2 separate regions of the Rattus norvegicus genome follow, and region 1 is linked to region 2. Evidence: chromatin contacts called from public Hi-C data. All regions are on one chromosome and are shown on one strand. Each heading gives the region's core, a stretch centred on a gene start, on an enhancer-like site or on the middle of the called end of the contact. The rest is flanking DNA. Distances are from core to core; before and after follow the strand shown. Region 1 overlaps Atp1a1 (ATPase Na+/K+ transporting subunit alpha 1). Region 2 has its middle 89 kb from the start of Atp1a1.

Region 1 (3,726 bases), core at 71-2,570, 63 kb after region 2:
TCCAAGACTTGAAGTACACAAAGGGGGGGTAGGGGTAGGTGCAGTGTGTGGCACAATGTTCCACGGCGTGCAGGGCAGTGGGCTAGTAGTAGGTTTCCTTCTCCACCCAGCCTGAGAGAGACAGAGAGAGAGAGAGGGACATATGTAGTGAGTCCACTTTTGGGAAAAACCAGGACAGTGACTCCCTAAGGATAATCGTGTGTGTGTGTGTGTGTGTGTGTGTGTGTGTGTGTGTGTGTGTGTGTGTGTGCGCGCGCGCGCGCACGCACGTGCGTGCCCGCTCACACATATGCATGTGTGTACCCTGGACCTCAGATGGAGCTAATTAACTCTCTCCAGGAATACTGTGTTATTATTTGGTTTATGTCCAGGGTGTCTTTACATTTGCTTTGCACTTGTTAAGGTCTTAAAATCCACGATGCGTTTCTACCTTAGTTCAGTTCTGTCTGTGGAAGCCACATCTGTAACCTGACATGGGAGGGTGTCCAGCCTGCCTGTTGGCCCACTTACCGCCAGGGCGTCGCCTGATGATGAGCTTCCGCACCTCGTCATACACGAAGATGAGAAGGGAGTAGGGGAAGGCACAGAACCACCAAGTAGGTCTGGAAATTAAATCAGCGCCAAGTCAGACAACACAAGAAACAAGTCAAAGGAAGACAGAGAAGGCGTACATCTTCTCCAAAGTGACCAGAAAACCATCAGAAAGCTGACCACAGGCACACTTAACTATGGATTCATTCACAAAATTAAACAAACAAACAAACAATTCTCCCCAAACCCAATAGAAGCAGCTTTCCCTACATTGCTAGGCCCAGCGTCAGAGGCCAGCCTACATTGTATGCTGGAAGCCTATTCGCCTTAGTTTTCCTACGAGTCAGGCTGAACCCACTATTTTCTGTTGCCGATCTGAGAGTGCATGAACATTTTCTTTCTTCCTTTCCTGAATTACTGAAGCTCCCAAGCGCATTTGTCTCTCGCCTTGGCATCGGCAGACAAAGCACTGCCAGTGTGGGTCAAAGCCACTTAATTCAGACCCTCAACATGGTCTCTGACCATGGAATCCGGGAGGACCAGCTGAGCCCTGACAGATGACAAAGGTCTTCAGACGGGGAGCCTGGAGAGGCTGCCACATGGTCCCCAGCAGAGACAGGCTCCGGGAGGCCTCCTGCAGGCACCAGGCTTCCTTGACTACAGGCTCCTGGATAAACAAAGGAGGAAGGATGGCCCTGCCAGCTTTGCAGTCTCCGCCCTTCCTATGTGCCCAGAACAGCAGTGGGAAGGTGACCTCAGAGCCTCAGCCAGGAACAAAGTCCCGATCAAATGGAGGAGAAGCTGCCAGGAGCAAGTCAGGTCACAGAAGAGTCAAGTGTCCAGAAAAGGGCAGTGTCCTGAGGCTCGGCTCTTCCTCACTGGGACGTCCCAGAGGCTGTGTGGCAGCCTGTGACCTTTCTGTCCCTCTCTCATTCAATAAGGCTCAGGCCAATATAATCCAACCTGGACACTTCCTGCATCCCGTACTCTATGCAGGGTACTACGGAACCTGACGCAGTAACCAGAAAAAGCCATAAAGATTATCTGGAGAGCAGAAACAGCCAACGCCAACAGAGATGTTGCAAGGACTCCAGCCCAAAGGGGCCATCAGGATTGATGGGTTGGGTGGGAACATCCTTACCAAAGACATAAGTAGGGAGGATAACAGTGAACTGACCTACAATGGCCTTGGACAGGCTGAGAGACACACCCTGGATGCCTGCCCCACCTTGCGCCATAGACTCTGACTGTAAACTTGATGAGGCCAAAGCATTTCGATTCTAAGATGAGATCAGTGCATGGACGTTGGCAAGGGGCCGGGAAGGCCCGGATGCGTCTGAGCAATGTCAGGGCCGGGTGGAACTCAAGAGGCTGATGCTCTCAAAGGATCTTATGTTGGAAGAGTGTTGTATTTTGACGCTCACCATGTTTAATCAAGTTGTAGCTGCTTAGCCTCAACCACTTACTGGACAGCAGCAAATGGATGTGGAAGTTTCCACTGGCTTCCAGACTTTGTGGTGAGCACTGCGTATAAAAACTGAGGCCACAAAACTGAAGCACAAAGTCATTCATTCACTATGTTTAAGGCCGGGCTGCTTCTGAACACAGAACAAATTGGGAATTTAGTTTCTAAGCTGCAGAGCTCCCCTCACAACTGACTGTGAGGTCAAGGGAATCACAGATCCTCTCCAAACTCCTTTGGAGTCTCCAGAAAGGTGGAAGTGATATGTGACTACAGCAAGCAAACAGGACTTGGGCCTGGGCCTCTAGGTCCCAGAACAGCTCTAGGTGGCTCTAAGGACAGCTGGACTTTGCAGCAGAGGACCTGAGGGCTCAACAGTCTGCCGCTGAGCAATCTCAAGGAAGCAGATCCTGTACAGTCTCACCTTGGGCCAAATCCTTGGCTCTGGAAGGTCTAGATTTGCCGGTCTGGTTTATTGGCAGGCCTGGCTCTCCTGGCTTTCCTGTCGTCTAGTGCAGAGGAACTAGTTCACACACCACCCGGACTTCAGGCAACTCACACTCGGCAGGAGGGGAAAAGGCACACAGACTATGTCTACACCTTTTGGAATGTAAGAGGCTCAACTTACTTGAGGGGATACATCCTAAGGGCTGCACCCATCCCAGGGCAGTAGGACAGGAAAGCAGCAAGAGCTGTCTCTTCAAAGAGGCCAAATATTAAGATCTTGTTCCTAAAATTCAAGGGAGACAAAAGTTCATACGTTGCAAATGCAGATTTCTTTCCTGGTGCTGTGTGTCAGGTGGCAGCATGAGCTGTCATCGAGATCTGAGTGGCAGGATGGGGGTGGGGGTGGGGGCAGGGGGATGAGCGTTCTTCTTGGCTGGCATGGATAGCATTTTGACATTGTAACATCCTTGTACAGACTTGAGATCTGCAGGTGGCGGGGAGAACTTAGAAACAAGCAAGAAAACCCAAACCTAAACTACCCTTCAGGCTTAAAACTTTTACGCTGGGCTCTATTCACAGGTATCCTGACGTGATGCTGCCTTCAGGGTGCAGGCCGGTGGAGATTCCAGGAACTAGGTCATGGATGTCGGGTGCTGAATTTATTCTGAGGGTTTGTGTAAAATTACCAGATCCTTCACAACTTACTTCATTCCCTGCTGGAAGACAGAATTCCTTCTGGTCTTGCAGATGACCAAGTCAGCCCACTGCACTACCACGATACTGACAAAGAAGGCCGTGTGGCAGGTGAACTCCACAATCTTCCTCTGCTCGTAGGTCTGAAAGGTGAAGCAGGCACCTTAGCCCAGGCTCCTCCCCAGCTCGCACAAGTGGCCATGCTGCCGGTCCTCAGGGCTGGAGGAGCACTGGCTTCCATCCCCCCAGTAAACGGTTACTTACCCACTGCTGCCCGTAGCTGTCCTCCACATCATTGATCCAGCGGTCATCCCAGGTCTCTCGGATGCCCAACAGGTGAAAGGGCAGGAAACCGTTCTCAGCCAGAATCACAAAATAAGTGAAGAAGCCTCCCAGGGCCTGGATCATACCTAAGTTGGAAAAACCCTCTGAGTGCTAGACCTGACCCAAGGCACCTTCTCCTCTCTCTCCACACCATCACCTCAGCAGCCCCAGAGAATTCTGGAGCTGGAGACAGAAATAGATGGGTTTCCGGGATCCCCAACTGATGAAGGCACAGGAAGGCTGTCCCTTACATGCTGAGGGATGGGAGG
Region 2 (3,262 bases), core at 79-2,578:
CAATTCACCAGGGTGTTCATCAAATGTGAACAGTGTGTAATTGTGATTGGGAGGAGTGGTGCATACTGGTAACCCCAGCATCTCAGGAGGCCGAGCAGAAAGATTTAAGCCTGGGAATTAGAGGCCAATTTGGGCAACACAGTCAGACCCCATCTCTTAAAGGGAAAGGGAGAGTTTAGAGAGAATGCTCAGAGAGTAAGAGTATCTCCTTCTCTTGCTCACAGCTGCCTGTGATTCCAATCCCAGGAGATCTAACACTCTCTTGGCTTTTGAAGGCTCCGTCATGTATGTGGTATACATAAACTCACACAGGCTCACACACAAACACGTAAGAATAATTGAATGCGGGCTGGAGAGATGGCTCAGAGGTTAAGAGCACCGACTGCTCTTCCAGAGGTCCTGAGTTCAATTCCCAGCAACCACATGGTGGCTCACAACCATCTATGAATAAAATAAATAAAAAAAAAAAGAATAATTGAATGCATATATAAAGCTTAAGGGAAACCCAAACCAAATCAAAATAAAAAAGGTCACGGATTACAGTACAGATGTTGTATCTGGTGGAGGTGACCTCTGTAGTCATCCAAGCTAACATCTCACATTCTGGTTCTACAGCCTATTTTTAAGGTTGGCACTTGAGGGAGGAGGCAGAAGACATCTGTAGAAGATTAAACTCTGTTTCCCACAGGGTAACAGCCAGGGGGCCTGTCCTCTCCTGCCCAGGCTACAGAACTTCATGGCAGGCCTTGAAAAGTTCCTCCCACTGTAAAGCGGGCTTCTCAAGGGTGGAAAGGGTGGAAAGCCAGGTTAGACACGAGATAGCATAAAAAGCAAAGGCAGAGTGGAATACAGCAAGTTCAACGGCTGAAGGGGAGAGAGGAAGCCATGCTGGGAAGGGAAGAGACTCAGCCAGCAGAGACCCCTCCACTGGGCATCTCGAGCCCAGTGAAGGCTGATGTGGAGCATCCTGCCTGCCTAGGGCGCTAAGTGCCCCTGGGGATGTGTGTGCTGACAGGCAGAACCCACAGAGCTACCAAGTGGGGAGAGCAGGGCAGGGGGCTTTGTGATCTAACAAATAGTTGTATTTTGCGGCAATGTAGATAGTTGTCCCTTGACTTATGGTGAAGTTGTACTCTCCTTCCCTCTCCTCCAAATCAAACAAATAAAAAACCACCTAGTGTGTTGAAAATATACATCGGTACCACAGCACACCTACCCTTCCTGGTTCTGGCTTAGCTGGGTCACTGCACTGTAGTCTTACTTGTGATCTTGGCGACTCTGGTGTGTTGTTTCTGCATACTATTGCAGACTATGGTGGTGTTGGCCAATCACACTGCAAAAGATCAAAGGTCAGACATTCCAGAGTGGTTTCTCCTGAGTGTGTCTCACTTCCACAACACCGTGAAGTTGACAGATTACAAATCTTACTGGACAAGGCTGCTTTATGGTAAAAGAAACATTTCAAAACCTGCCAGGAAGTTTTGTAGCCTGGGCAGGAGAGGACAGGTGCCTGGCTGTTACCCTGTGGGAAACAGATTTTAATTTTCTATAGATGTCTTCTGCCTCCTCCCTCAAGTGTCAAAGAAATCATCTAGAGGGACCATGTGCATTCAAAAAATGTAAGTAATGTGTTGTAAACAAACAAAGGAGACCCGGGGGCTGGAGAAATGACCAAGCCATGGCTAAAGGCACGTGCTGCTTTTGCATTCCCAGCACACATGCAGCAACTTACAACCATCTGTAACTACAGTTCTAGGGGATCAACACCTTCTTCTGACCTCTTCCAGCATCAGGCATGCCCTTGGTGCACAGGCATCCACACAGGCAGAACACTCAGATATACAAAAAGAAATGAACAAAACCACACATAAGGTTAGCATCTGATTCCCTCCCTCACGCCACCCGAGCCCGAGCCCTGTTCGATGTTAGCTTGGTAGGTCACTGAAGGCTTTGTTTTGCGTTCATCTTTTTGTTTACTTTTAAAGATTTATTTACTGCATTTATGTAAGTACACAGTCTCTGCCTTCAGACACACAGAAGAGGCCATTGCATTGGGTGACATTATAGAGGGTCATGATCAAAGCAACTCTTATAAGGACAACATTTAATTGAGACTAGCTTACAGGTTTAGAGGTTCAGTTCATTATCACCAAGGCAGGAGCATGGCAGCGTTCAGGCAGGCATGGTGCAAGAGGAGCTGAGAGTTCTACATCTTCATTTAAAGACCGATAGGAGAAGCCTGGTTTCCAGGAAGCTAGGCCGAGGGTCTTAAAGCCCACATCCACAGTGTTAGACTTCCTCTAAGGCCACACCTACTCCAACAAGGCCACATCTCCTAATAGTGCCACTTCCTGGGCCAAGCATATTCAAACCACCATGAGATGTGTGTGTGTGTGTGTGTGTGTGTGTGTGTGTGTGTGTGTTACACACAAACAAACAAATATTCATCTTCCCCTCTCTTTTCAGCCAGGTATTGAAGGTTGGGCATTCACTCATTTAGGCAAGTAGTAAACATTTATCCTGCTCTTATGGCATCACAGGCCTTTGCTTGGTACAGAGAAAACAGGTCATTTAAACAGGCCCTAACCTGGAAGTTCTCCAAGCCTGAAGAAGGACATGTTAGAACAAAAGTGTGGGTAGGATATTGGGGGATTATCAGGGGTGCAGCAGGCAGTGTACTCAAGCGAGTCTCTGATGAACTATCAATACAGTGAAAGCTGGGCTGATGCAAGGGTGCTGACCCAACCGAGGAGGAAGGAAGACGGCAGAGGCAGGTGTATGTGTTAGGCAATGGCTCCCTAATGTTCCATTAGGGATCACACCCTTAACCTCCTTATAGGCTATCTGAATAAATCCACAGTCCATGCAAAACAATGGGCCTTAGGTCCAGGTTGAGCTCTCTGGCAAGGGCATCTTGAGCCCTGGTTGGCTAGATGCCCGTGGGGAGTGTGTGTCTGGTAGCCTGCTTTCCCTCCTACAGCATTCATCACATGTCTGTTGTCCCCAGGGTCATGTTTGTACCCCCACAAGACTATAAGCTCTGTGATGTAGGAATAAGTCTGTCTTGTCCACTGTTGTGCCCCAGGACCCAGCACAAAGTGGTTCATGGTAAGTGCTCAGTAAAATATTTATTCAAGGGATGAATAATGAATAAGTGGAGGTAAAAGCAGTCAGGCCAAGGACTGGCAAGTCCCTTAGACTCTAGATGTTTCCTTTTATATTCCTTTATTATTAACTATCTGTTATATTAGATATGTAACCA

What was found. A called contact is a pair of places that touch in the nucleus more often than the background predicts.
Region 1: a contact with region 2 is called in a Hi-C map of liver, with 2.6 times the contacts expected there. The contact joins two enhancer-like sites. A contact is called at or near these places in 8 of 12 Hi-C or Micro-C datasets (the A7r5 cell line, the Rat2 cell line, Schwann cells and 4 more).

Annotation. Positions count from the first base shown.
Region 1 is chr2:191,709,556-191,713,281 of GRCr8, forward strand. It overlaps Atp1a1 (ATPase Na+/K+ transporting subunit alpha 1), which reads right to left. Exons shown (of 23, transcript NM_012504.1): 19 at 3,398-3,543; 20 at 3,146-3,276; 21 at 2,622-2,723; 22 at 511-602; 23 at 1-111. The coding sequence ends at 83. Among named protein-coding and RNA genes, the nearest start is that of Atp1a1, 26 kb to the right of the region's middle. Within about 2 kb of position 1,321, at least 42 of the 93 cell types and tissues checked have an H3K27ac peak or open chromatin away from gene starts, as enhancers often do. A contact at or near this core is called in liver, where this site is marked.
Region 2 is chr2:191,646,488-191,649,749 of GRCr8, forward strand. No RefSeq gene overlaps it. Among named protein-coding and RNA genes, the nearest start is that of Atp1a1, 89 kb to the right of the region's middle. Within about 2 kb of position 1,329, at least 6 of the 93 cell types and tissues checked have an H3K27ac peak or open chromatin away from gene starts, as enhancers often do. A contact at or near this core is called in liver, where this site is marked.